Regions from separate parts of the Mus musculus genome. Here region 1 is linked to region 2. The links are chromatin contacts, called in public HiChIP or PLAC-seq maps. All regions are on one chromosome and are shown on one strand. The core of a region is the stretch at or near the end of the contact, and the rest is flanking DNA. Distances in the headings are between cores, read along the strand shown. Region 1 has its middle 23 kb from the start of Gm46420. Region 2 has its middle 26 kb from the start of Gm19866.

Evidence for each region. HiChIP or PLAC-seq counts read pairs in DNA pulled down with a chosen protein or histone mark.
Region 1: a contact with region 2 is called in an H3K4me3 HiChIP or PLAC-seq map of craniofacial prominence, with 5 times the contacts expected there. The contact joins two enhancer-like sites. A contact is called at or near these places in 8 of 484 Hi-C or Micro-C datasets (embryonic fibroblasts, embryonic stem cells, nephron progenitors and 1 more), 6 of 115 datasets of contacts at active chromatin or transcription factors (craniofacial prominence, differentiating embryonic stem cells, embryonic basal ganglia and 3 more) and 2 of 9 other capture datasets (embryonic tail and embryonic trunk).

What each region holds. Positions count from the first base shown.
Region 1 is chr13:60,146,408-60,152,109 of GRCm38.p6, forward strand. No RefSeq gene overlaps it. Among named protein-coding and RNA genes, the nearest start is that of Gm46420, 23 kb to the left of the region's middle. RefSeq lists an enhancer at 1-2,792. Within about 2 kb of position 1,319, at least 73 of the 459 cell types and tissues checked have an H3K27ac peak or open chromatin away from gene starts, as enhancers often do. A contact at or near this core is called in craniofacial prominence, where this site is marked.
Region 2 is chr13:59,887,218-59,892,782 of GRCm38.p6, forward strand. No RefSeq gene overlaps it. Among named protein-coding and RNA genes, the nearest start is that of Gm19866, 26 kb to the right of the region's middle. Within about 2 kb of position 2,629, at least 62 of the 459 cell types and tissues checked have an H3K27ac peak or open chromatin away from gene starts, as enhancers often do. A contact at or near this core is called in craniofacial prominence, where this site is marked.

The sequences.
Region 1 (5,702 bases), core at 69-2,568, 260 kb after region 2:
AAATACAAAAGGCCTCAAAGTGTTAAAGCTCAGGGCCACAGGCACACAAAATGACACAAAGGACAGTCCCAAAGAGAAGACAGGACAGCCAGGGACTCCTCACCTTGGGCTCATTTATCCTGTGCAGAGGTGAAGTGTGCTAGCAAGAAAACAAAATGCTTGCTTTGGCTAAGGGGGTCTTAAAGAAATATGACCCTTCGCTCCATTGGTTGTATCAACTTAAACAAAGAATTTATGGTCTGAGATTTTTCTTTAGGACACTGTGACTAATAATTTTAGGACCGTCAGCCTGTCAGCTCTCTAAAACATCTTTTTTTTTTTTTAAACCTGGGGAATTTGTCTTTGCCAAACTCAAAAAGGGAAATGTATGCACATTAGGATGAGGTTTTCACCTTTTGTTCTTAGAAATATGGAAAATGAGAGTAGATCAAAAGGCCTGGTAATACCCACTTCTCCTTTCAAAGCGTCACTCACTTGGAGGGTCTCACGTTTCCTCAGGGTGTGAAATGCCTTATATCCCCCCACCCCCTCTCTCTCCTTTCTCCACAATGACTACAAGTACAGGAAGGAGAATAAAGCCCTTCCCCACCACCCACAGGCCATCTCCCACCCCTGGCAGCTCTCCTGGCTCTGACCTCCCTGCTGCCCCTAAGGGCTTGGTGTCTGTCTAGCCAGACCCCGCTGGGTGCTTGAGAAGCCCAGAGCCTCCCCTCTGTGGTGGAGTCTTCCTCCACAGTGCCCCCCCCCCCCTCCACTGTCCTCCTGCGTCCTCCTCCAGCAGGGTCATGTGGCCCAGGCGCACCAGGGCCTTCCCAGCTTGCATCCCGAGACCCCCATTTCTATGCACCCTGGAAAGGGTGATTAATTTAAACTGAGTGGAGTCTGTTTCTTTAAGACAAGCTCATAAATCGTGAAAGATCACCACTTCTTTTCAAAAGCCTCTCTGCGGTCTGAGTCTCCCTTCTGGGTCACTAAAGTCATTGAAGCTTTAACGGCGTGCCATGGCAGATTACACGATACAGCCGTCCCAGCACCGTGAAAATTAAGTTATGCCCCGTGTCAGCAAGGGGCTTTGCCCCTTTCTTTTCCCTCCCCTCCCCCACAGGCTCCTTTCTGCTGCGTTCCTTCCCACCCCGCGCGCTCTCCCTCCACCGGCAGCCCTGCTCTCTCCCTCTCTCCCTTCCTCCCTCTTTCTCTTCTCTCACCCTCCTTCTTTCTCCCTCTCTTTCCTTCCTGAGCTGCCTTCTCGATGGTCCTGTCTGCCCTTTCGCAGTCCCGCTGGGAAGTGCACATCCCAGAAGAGGCAGAAGTTGGCCCACAGGCGGCTGTGCTTTGAGCTTCAGCTATTGAGATCTAGTAAATGGAGCTGATGGGCTTGGCTTTCAGAGCAGAGCCAGCAAAATGGTGCCTTTTGTTCTCACCCCCCCCCCCACACACACACACACATGCACACATGCACACATCCCAGCTTCCTTCTCTCCCTCTTCTACCTCCTCCTCTTCACCCTCCCTCCCAGATCTGACCTAAACCCTCCAAATCAACTCATTGGCCCAGAAGCAGGCAGTATCCTCCTGAGGTTGCAAAGGATGGCCACTAGCCACTCCCCCAGCTCCCCCTGTGTTCTATGCAAAGCCCAGGGTGTGCTTAGTGGAGACTTCACTCCTTCCCCAGGTCGGAAGCAGTGGACAAGCAAGAATACCCCTCAAAAGTACCTGTGCCTATGGAAGCGAGGGCTTGTGGGGAGAGGGAGTCCCCAACAAACCACTACCATGTCACCAGTACCCCAACATGCGTAGCAGGTAGCAACACACATACACAGTCTCTTAATAATTCCTGATGGTCCAATAGCACCCAGCAAACCATCAGAGAGAAAAACATGATTTAAATAGGCCTCTCTGCTTTTTCTTTTATGATTTATTTTTGCTATTTTAAATTATGTGTGTGTGTCTGTGTGTGTGTGGGGGGGGGGAGTGGATATGTGCACAGGTGTGAGTGTGGACGCATCAGGACAGTGTAAGTGCCAGCAGAGGTCAGAGGCATCACATTGCCCTGGTTATGTGTGGTTGAGAGCCACCTGATGTGGGTGCTGGAGACTGAACTCTGTGCTCTTGTGCTGAGCCACATCTCCAGCCCTCCAGATGTTCTCCAGATGTTCTTAGCAAAGAATCCTACAAGTCTATCTACTCTACGTCACTTCTTTGACTCTTCTTCTCACCACCCGAACCCCCTAATCATACCCTTCAACCAGTTTTTCCTGTAAAATTAGGTCTGGGAGTAAAATAAATCACTGCACAGAATAGATGCAACTTTCTGGCATGATGTAATAGTCAGAGCACAGCAAACAGAAAGGCTTTGCGGAACCTCACCTAACCAGAACGGGAGAGTGCGTGAGAGGAGGAGTCTCACCCACTAAAGCAATGAAGTCTTTGCCCACAGTCCTCCTCTGTCACTGGTTGTCCCACGAAGCTACCTACTCTGCTCTTCTGAGCTGTGCATGTATCCTGCATGACTACCACAGAGGAGCCCAGACTAGAGAGTGAACACCAGTGGCCTGGGGTAGAGAGGAGGGTCCTGCCACTCTGACTTTCTACTTACACCAAACTGCATGACCCACACCTAGCTCCAGACTGTGCCTTATGACTCTGTTGTCTATTTTTCTACCCATTTCTAGTTCATACCCCAGGACCAGGGAAGCCACATACAGCTGTCTCCTGACGTCCACAGTGGGTTGTTTCCATGATTTCCTGTAGAAGCCCCAGTGTTTTATATAAAGGGACAGAATGTGGGCACATAATCCTCTTATATCCTTCAGCTTGCAGGTTACTTATGTCTAATGTGATGTGTTTATGCACCTGTTTACACTGATTAGGGAATGAGAAGAAGAGGAGAAGGAGAAGAAGAGGAATAGGAGGAGGAGGAAGAGGAAGAAGAAGAAGAAGAAGAAGAAGAAGAAGAAGAAGAAGAAGAAGAAGAAGAAGAAGAAGAAGAGGAAGAAGAAGAAGAAGAGGAAGAAGAAGAAGAAGAAGAAGAAGAAGAAGAAGAAGAAGAAGAAGAAGAAGAAGAAGAAGAAGAAGAAGAAGAAGAAGAAGACCTATACCTGTTTAGTCAGCTTTTAAAATATATTTTCTTTTTTTGGTTGATCAAATCCTCAATGTTGAATCTTCAGATTTGAAAGATGAATTTCTTTGTCCTATCCAAGTATCCCCTGGTCCAAGTATCCCCTGGATTAGAAACACAGTGTAGAATAGTATTTAAGGGTGTGTAGTGCTTTTATTGTGTGAGGCATACCACTGGGAGTTGATAGTAACACGCGGAAGGGGCAGAGCCTGAGAGGATAACACTATTAAGTCATTTATTACAGAGAGCTCACAATTCAACTGGGTGGTATAGCCCAGTGGGAACCATTCACTATGACCCACAGAGACAGAAGGACTCTGGTACTTGGGCCTATGCTCTTGGGGTGTTAGTTGATGTGGCACGAAGCCACAGAAACATTGATTTTAGGCACTGCTTAAAGGAGAGCCACATGTTACCACTGACTCCTGGATGGACACTTCCACAGTGAAGGGGTCAGAGAGAAGCAGGGGAGGTTTGACCAAGGCAACTGAGATCCCTGGGAATCTTGGTTTACTGATGACTTTAGAGGCCTGTGGTTCACCTGATTGGATTACCCAGGGCTTTTCTCATGATGGCAAAGTTAGAGGGCAAGACATGCTCTGTATCTGAGGATGCCACCATGTGCAGGCATCTGCTCGTTTCCTTCTCCTCTCCTGTGAAGTTGCCCTTAGTTAGCTAATAGCTAATAGCTTCTACAGGAAATCATGGGAACAACCCACTGTGAATGTCAAACAGCAGCTGTATGTGGCTTCCCTAGTCCTGGGGTGATAACCAGAAAAGGGTAGAAATAGTCAGAGTCACAAGGCACCACATTCCTGAAGCAATAGGTATTTTTCTTATATCACATGGTATATGCAAATTGCAGTTACTCACCTGTCAGCTCCAACACACACACACACACACACACACACACACACACACACACACACTGAGCGTGAGATAGCATAGAAGCCCATCCTGCTATAAAATGGCACAAATGACCAGCAGCACTTTCTGACACCGTAAGACTCTGACGAGCGAGCGCTTTCATTGCTTCTGAAAGCAGACTCTGCAGAGGCTCGTGGGCTTGAAGCAGAAATGCAGGAGGAGCCCAGCGCCATCTGCCCTCTCCTCTGTCTACATTCTTCCTGCTCATGGACTTTGTTTTTGTGGTACATAATCTAGCTCTTTGAGTAGCTCACAGCTTCAAGAATTACCCTGTCTTGTAGTGCGACAGTGTGTTCTCCTCTACGGACTGTAAAAGAAAAAAAGAAACCTAGTTTTTCAGAATGAGTGACAGCTATAAGAGATTGATAACCCTTGAGGGTACAGTGAAATCTGAGGCAGAATTATGCAAAATGCTCGTTTTGATGGTAACTCCGATGATAAATTTAGAGCATGATTTTTTTAACCCCAAATTTCATAACTATGGTTGAAGAAACTTACCATTCCTATCCATTTGTCTCCCACAGAAATGTTGCACGGCTAGCTCTATAAGCAAGCCTAGCCCAGCCTCAGCACTGTTGAGTCCTTTTATACTGTCTCCAAACATCACATGTCCTCCATGGGTCTTGCCTTACCAGGTGTCTTGCCTCAGCATGTGTGTCTGTTTCAGCTGACATCACTCTGCCAATCAGCCTGAGTCTCCAGAAGTGGCAAGAAACTGAAGCACACCACCAGAAGTTTCTTGGTGTGTTTCTCTCTATGGAGTCCTGACAAATGCAGATCAACTATGCAATGTAAGGCAGACCAATACATGTGTGTTGTTAGCAAAGAGTTCGCTATCATGTGTCCTTTCACATGCTTGCTTTAGCTTAACAACCTCTCTCCTGTGTCTGCTTCAGCTAAACGTTCCTTCATAAGCCTGCCTTAGTTATTCACCTGTATCCACTTCAAGAAAACACTCCTTCACGTGTTTGCCCCAGGAAAACACCATCCAACATAACTGGCTCTCCAAAGGACCCTTAAATTTCCCCTTCAATCAAGGCTTATTTTTATTTTGCATATATGAGTATTTTGCCTGCATACGTGCATGTGTACTACATATGTCAGTGTTTATAGAGACAAGAAGAGGGCACTGGAGTTACAGGCCAGTAGATGCTGTGGACCAAACCCAGGACCTCTGCAAGAGTAGCAAGTGTTCTTAATCTCCCTGGCTGGTCACTAAGTTACTAGAGCAAGCCCTGAGTGATTACCACTGCACGTTCTTCAGTATTCCTTTGAGAGGGGGACTACATGAATCTCAGCTACAGTAACAAAGAGGAAAACCAATTGTACCCTGGGGTTGGAAGAGGGAATCTCAATTGAGAACAATCAACAGATCGGGCTGTGGCAAGCCCATGGGCATCTCCTTGGTTAATGATTGTGTTCATTGGATGGCCCAGTCCAGTGTGTGTGGTGCTGTCCCCAGGAAGGTGGTCCTGGGTGATGTAAGAAAGGAGGCTGAGCAAGTCATGGGAGCAAGTCAGTGAGCAGCATTCTTCACTGTTTCTGTTTCCAGGTTCCTGCTTTGGGTTCCTGCCCTGACTTCCCTTAGTGATGAACTAACTGTATGAAATAAACTCTTTCCTCCCCTATTTGCTTTTGGTCATGGTCTTTAACAGTAA
Region 2 (5,565 bases), core at 1,379-3,878:
GTACAGATTTTGATGGCCTCTTATTAAGGTCCAGGGATCAGAACAGAAGGGAAGCAGAGAATGTGAACTTAGGGTCCAATCCTAAGCCCAACAGTGCAGCTCTCCTGAAGGGTCCTTTCGGCTGCCCTTGGGAAGCCATAGTCAGCTCCTCCCCACCCCCACCCCCCACCAAGGAATAACTGATTGACACGGGAAAGGAAGGAGTAGGTTTCCCTCCCTCAGAAAAGCAGGAGGCCCGTGAATCACCGCTCTGATTCAGCTCTGTGGAGCAATCTTCATTTCCAGACCAAGGCTCTACTTTGTCCCCAAGAGATGGATTTAATTAGAAGTTCCCTCCTCCCCACTGAGAACTGCTGAGAGCCTTCTTGATTTATTTTCATACAAGGCAGGGTGTATTTTGGTGTTTTTCCTAAAATAAAGTAAGAGTTGCTACAGGCAGCATTGATCTTCCAGAAGATGGTGGAGAGCTTCTCAGAGACAACAAAACAAAACAAAACAAAACAAAACCAAAAACAACCCACTCCAGCACCTTCTTGAAGCACCAGACCACTATTACCTCTGCAAACTTCAAAAAGGCAACCAAACTTTCCCTTCAAGGTGATGCGCTTTTGTTGGGATGGGCTCTGCCATGCCTCAATAACGCGTATCACCCAGATGTTTCTGGCCTAAACTACAGTGGGTTTGTTGGTTCCTCACTTCTAGTCCACACCCCACACAGATAGGCCAAGATCTGCTCTCATTGAGCTGTATTCAGAGCACTTTCTTTGAGAGCCCTGACTGGCTACTGTCTCGACTTGCAGGCCATGGTGGTACATGGAGTAGAGAGAACTCTAACCCTTGTCACTAATCAAATCTGTCCCAGAAGTGGCAAAAGTCACTTCTGTCTCCTCCCATTCACCAGAACTGGTCACTGGGTCTCACCCAATGACCCAGCAGGCAGGAAGTACAAGCCACCTTCCCTTGTAGCCTGGAGGAGTTGACAGTTATTGACAACAGCAACCACAGCATTCCAGATAAACATTTGTGGCTGAACAGAGCTTCCCCTCCCCCATCACATCTGTGTTCTCTTAGTCTCTTCTTGAAACCTTGGGGACAGCAAGGGTTTCTAGTAACAAGGACACATGCTATTATTCAATCTGTGACTGTCCTTGACATTATGTGCTTTGAGTTACTTCTATTTCCTGGGGATCTCTTTCTCTCTCTCTCTCTCTCTCTCTCTCTCTCTCTCTCTCTCTCTCTCTCTGTGTGTGTGTGTGTGTGTGTGTGTGTCTGTCTATCTGTCTGTCTGTCTGTCCCCATCTAACTTTGAGGATATTCTGAAAAGTGAAGACTAGACTCACACCAGAGCTCTCTGCTGCCTCTGGGGAAAAGGTGCCTTCACCTTAGAGTTGGTCCTGGGTGCACATTTTGTTTCTTTCTCAAATATTCATGTATTTTTATTTCAGATTCCCAGCATTTCTGTCAAAGGCTCATGTCCTCCTCTCCTCCTGTCTTGAACTTTTAACTCCAGAGCCTCTGAGGCCAAATAAGTATCACACCCATGGCTAGAGTTAATGTTAGAGTTAGGAAGAGTTCAGCTCCTGGGTATGTTTTTTTTTTTTTTTGTGGTTTATGATTGCTATTCATATCATAGGGTGTTAGTAACCACAGAGACAAGACACTGTAGAGCCATATAATGTGAGCACACATAGACACACACACACACATACATACACACACACACATGCACACACACTTATACACACATATACACACACATATACACATACACACACACCTATACACACACATATACACACACATACACACATACATACACAGACACGCATATACAGCCACATACACACACATATACACACATACACAGACACATACACACAGACACATACATATACAAATATACACACACACACACACCAATATATACAAATACACACACACACAGAGCACAATTATAACTAATTCTTTATGTTTGAAGGTATGTATTTATCAGAGTTAAATTTCCCACAGTGAGATAGCTCACCATGAGAAAAAACAATTACAGTTACTGAAAATCATTTTTCTTAGACCCATTTAAAGAAGCACAGGGATGTCTTTGCAGCAGAAAATACAGTGGATACAGGAGACAGGGTATGCAAAGCCCTGAAAGCAAGCCATGTGGCATAGGAGGGCAGGAGATTTTAAATACTCTTAGGTCAGGCTAACTTGTTCTAGGCTAAGAACAGAATCCAAACATGGCTAAACCAGAATACTCAGACCTCTTTACAAAACGTATGTGGATAACATTATTTTTTGGAGAGATTATGGGAAGTGACTTTCTTGTTAATACAATTATTTGGGATTACGGCTCAATCCTGGCATTACCAGTGAGATTTTGAGATACCGGGAGGAGAGTTTTTGCTGTGTGTGTTACAGCCCCAGTTCACAGATCAGCACGAAGGCTCTTCCACAGAGAAGAAAAAGTGGTCAAAGTTTGTAAGACTGACCCTAAACTGAGCACAATTCGCCCTTTACAGAGGGGGGATTTTTTTTTCTTTTTGTCTTTTGTTTTCCTCTGTGCCACAAGGTGGCGGTGATCACATTCTCAAACAACCATCTGCCTCAGCTAAAATGAAGCCATGAAGTGGCAAAGTTTGATGTAATCTGCATCAGGAATGGAACCAGTATGTTCACAGTGGAAGGCCGGCACGGTTGCTATGGGAACGTCTCTCTCAATCAGCTTCCTTAACCCCTCAGGAGATAAATGGAAATGACCAATAGCCTTGTGGAAGGACTTCCTGCCATGAGGTTCTGCCTGTCCTCCACAGTGGGACCTCTGCCTGAGACCACAGAATGGGTTCTCCTTCTCTGCTACCGTCCTGTAGTTGTATCAGGGGTAGATAAGAAGCAGCCTTTGGCATTTATGGTTGGACACACAATGTGCTACTAGAGGAAGAGCTGTTTAAAAGATTCATAAGGACTGTACTGAGAGAGCAAGGAGTCACAGAGTCCCACACACTAACTTAAGGCCACTTATCTTTTTGTACCTAGAAGGACAACTCCCCTGGGTGTCACAGAGTGCACCTGAATGGTTATATCAGTACCTCTTAAAATGTAGGTGTGACATCTCTGCATCCTCGGGACAAGCGGAGGCATGCTGGTGACTTCATAGCCATCTTTTCAGACTCTATTGATATTTTCTAAATTCTGAGGGGAGAAAGACATTTCTAAATAAGGATCCATGTTCCCTCTCTCCAGGCTTAGCCAAGTTGGATTATCCTGTGTAAATTATTCAGGGACCCCCCCCCCCCACACACACACACACACACACGCACACACGTACACACTTAGCTACAAGGTCTGAATCCACATCTCTCCCCTGAAAGGGTTGGGTCAGGCACTTGGCAGCAGAATGGCAGTAAGCATCAGCTGGCATGCCAGCTTCACCTCAGGTCCCCATGTGGTACCCGTGAGGAGGGAAGGCTGCTTCTCCACCAGCCCAGTTGCCAGCTTCTTTTGTAGTCTCATGGGAAACACGAGAATGCGGTTGATGAAGGTTCCATCTGAGGTTTTATCTGGATCCCTGGGTAAAAGCGTAGTTACCCATATCTCTAATTTTAAACGAGATGTTTTTGAGGCGTTGCTATGTAGCCTAGGTTGGCTTCAAGATGATAATCCTCCTGCCTCACCCTTCTAAGTACTGAGATAACTGACGTACACTATCATATCCTGACTATCGAGGCCTTCATGGAGTAAAAATGTTTACTGCTCTTCCTCGCCAGGAACCATGAACTGTGTTTATTCTCTGACTGTTGAATACTCCATAGCTGATAAACAGCGGGCACCCTCCTCACACACAGAGGGAAGGAGATTCTAACACTTGGTCTTGATGTCAATATGACACTCCTTGAAGACTTTTCTAGTCTCTTTGGTTTGCTCCTTACAGGGCATGACCCACAGAGGTCACGGCCATTCCCATTTTACAGATGGGGAGACTGAGGCAGTGACAAAGCAAGAGGGTTGTCTGCCCCTGTGCTGAGCTTCAGTCTCCATTTACTTCCCTGGGAATGCTTGCGTGGCATGTAACTTGCAACTGGCACTGGCGTAGCTTTGCCCTTTCTTTTACTGATCTTCTTTAGTATTGGGTGTACAGTGCTTAAATGAGTTGATAGGAGCACTGAACAGTGATAATGGGGTGTGGTAGATACCTAAGTGTTCAATGAATGAATGGGACAGAAATGCCTTTGCTCCCGGTCTCCCTGAGCTGTTGCAGCATGGTTGTGGTTTCCACAACAGTATGTTCAGAGCAGAGCAAGAGGTTTCTGGGTAGTAGTGACAGCTCCCACGGGACTGTGTCCTTTCCCAGAACGATATGTTCTGTTGGCTGGAACAGCCCTTATGGTACCGATGACTACATAGGTACCTATAGATGTATAGGCCTGGTGGAGCCTATCGAGGGGAAGTAGTAAGCATTGTCCTCCACGCGCTGGGCATCTTAAATAGGAGGCACGAGGTGGCAGTGCCCACAGTAGGAGTCTACTAGGCCCCACTGGGATTTCCGCGCAGACCTTGGCTTCTGATGGAGATACTTAAGGAGCCTGTCTCTCATTTCCTTCCTTTCAGTCAGACTCAGGGACTTTGTTAGTCAAGAGTGAGAGATGACGTGTCTCAGGCAGAATGGAGGGTGTCAGGCCTGAGAGGTCCCCTTTTCAGTTATCTGAGGTGGAAAGCAATCTATTTCCTTCTGAATTTTCCACAGCAGCAGGCTCGTTAGGCCCGGGTCTGTCAGAATAGGTTCCTGCTTCATCTATAGAGGTGGTTGATAATGCCCAGTTCGGTCTAGACAGGGTGTGAGACGGGGAGTGGCTTCTCAGATAAGCCATGGAGGGCTGCTCTTGGGTCTTCTGGGTATTAGCGGTTGTTTTTACAATACAACTGTGAAAACAGAGTGATCCCCTTTGCTCCCTCAGCAGAGCCCGCTCCTTGTTCCCTGTCCCCACCCCTCCAGGTCTCAGCCTCCATGGGTGGCTTGAGGATTATGTCCAGATACTTTAAGCCCCTCAAACAAGCATGATCTCTCACCTACAGTTCTCTATTTTAACTTAAGAACAATCTGCCTTTCTTTAATTATTGGGGATGTATATTTACTGTCTATTTAGAGGGAGGTGAGTGAACAGGTGGGACCCGGCAGCACCATGAAACTACCTCAGCAGCCAAGCGGCAACTGTGGCCTGCTGTGCCCTGGCTTCTGAATTCTCACACGAAGCACTTTTACTGCATGCACGGTTGACTCGCTGATCAATGGATCCTGGCAGCTATAAACATTTTATGGCTGTCTGTGACAATATGACTCCTAGGCCCCTAGAGGAGTCTATGCAGACAGGGCCTTAGGAGGAGGAGGAGAAGTTTTGCTCCCGGGGGAGGGGGTGCAGCTCCCAGAGGCCAGATCAAAACCAGGCGAGGGGTTGAGTTACTCACTCAGGGGCTTCCCACTGTCGAAGACAGAAAGGTGTCCGAGGTCCAGCAGTGTTCCCAGGTTGAGAGTGTTTATTTGTTCCCAGTCATTGCAACAATTCTAAGGATGAT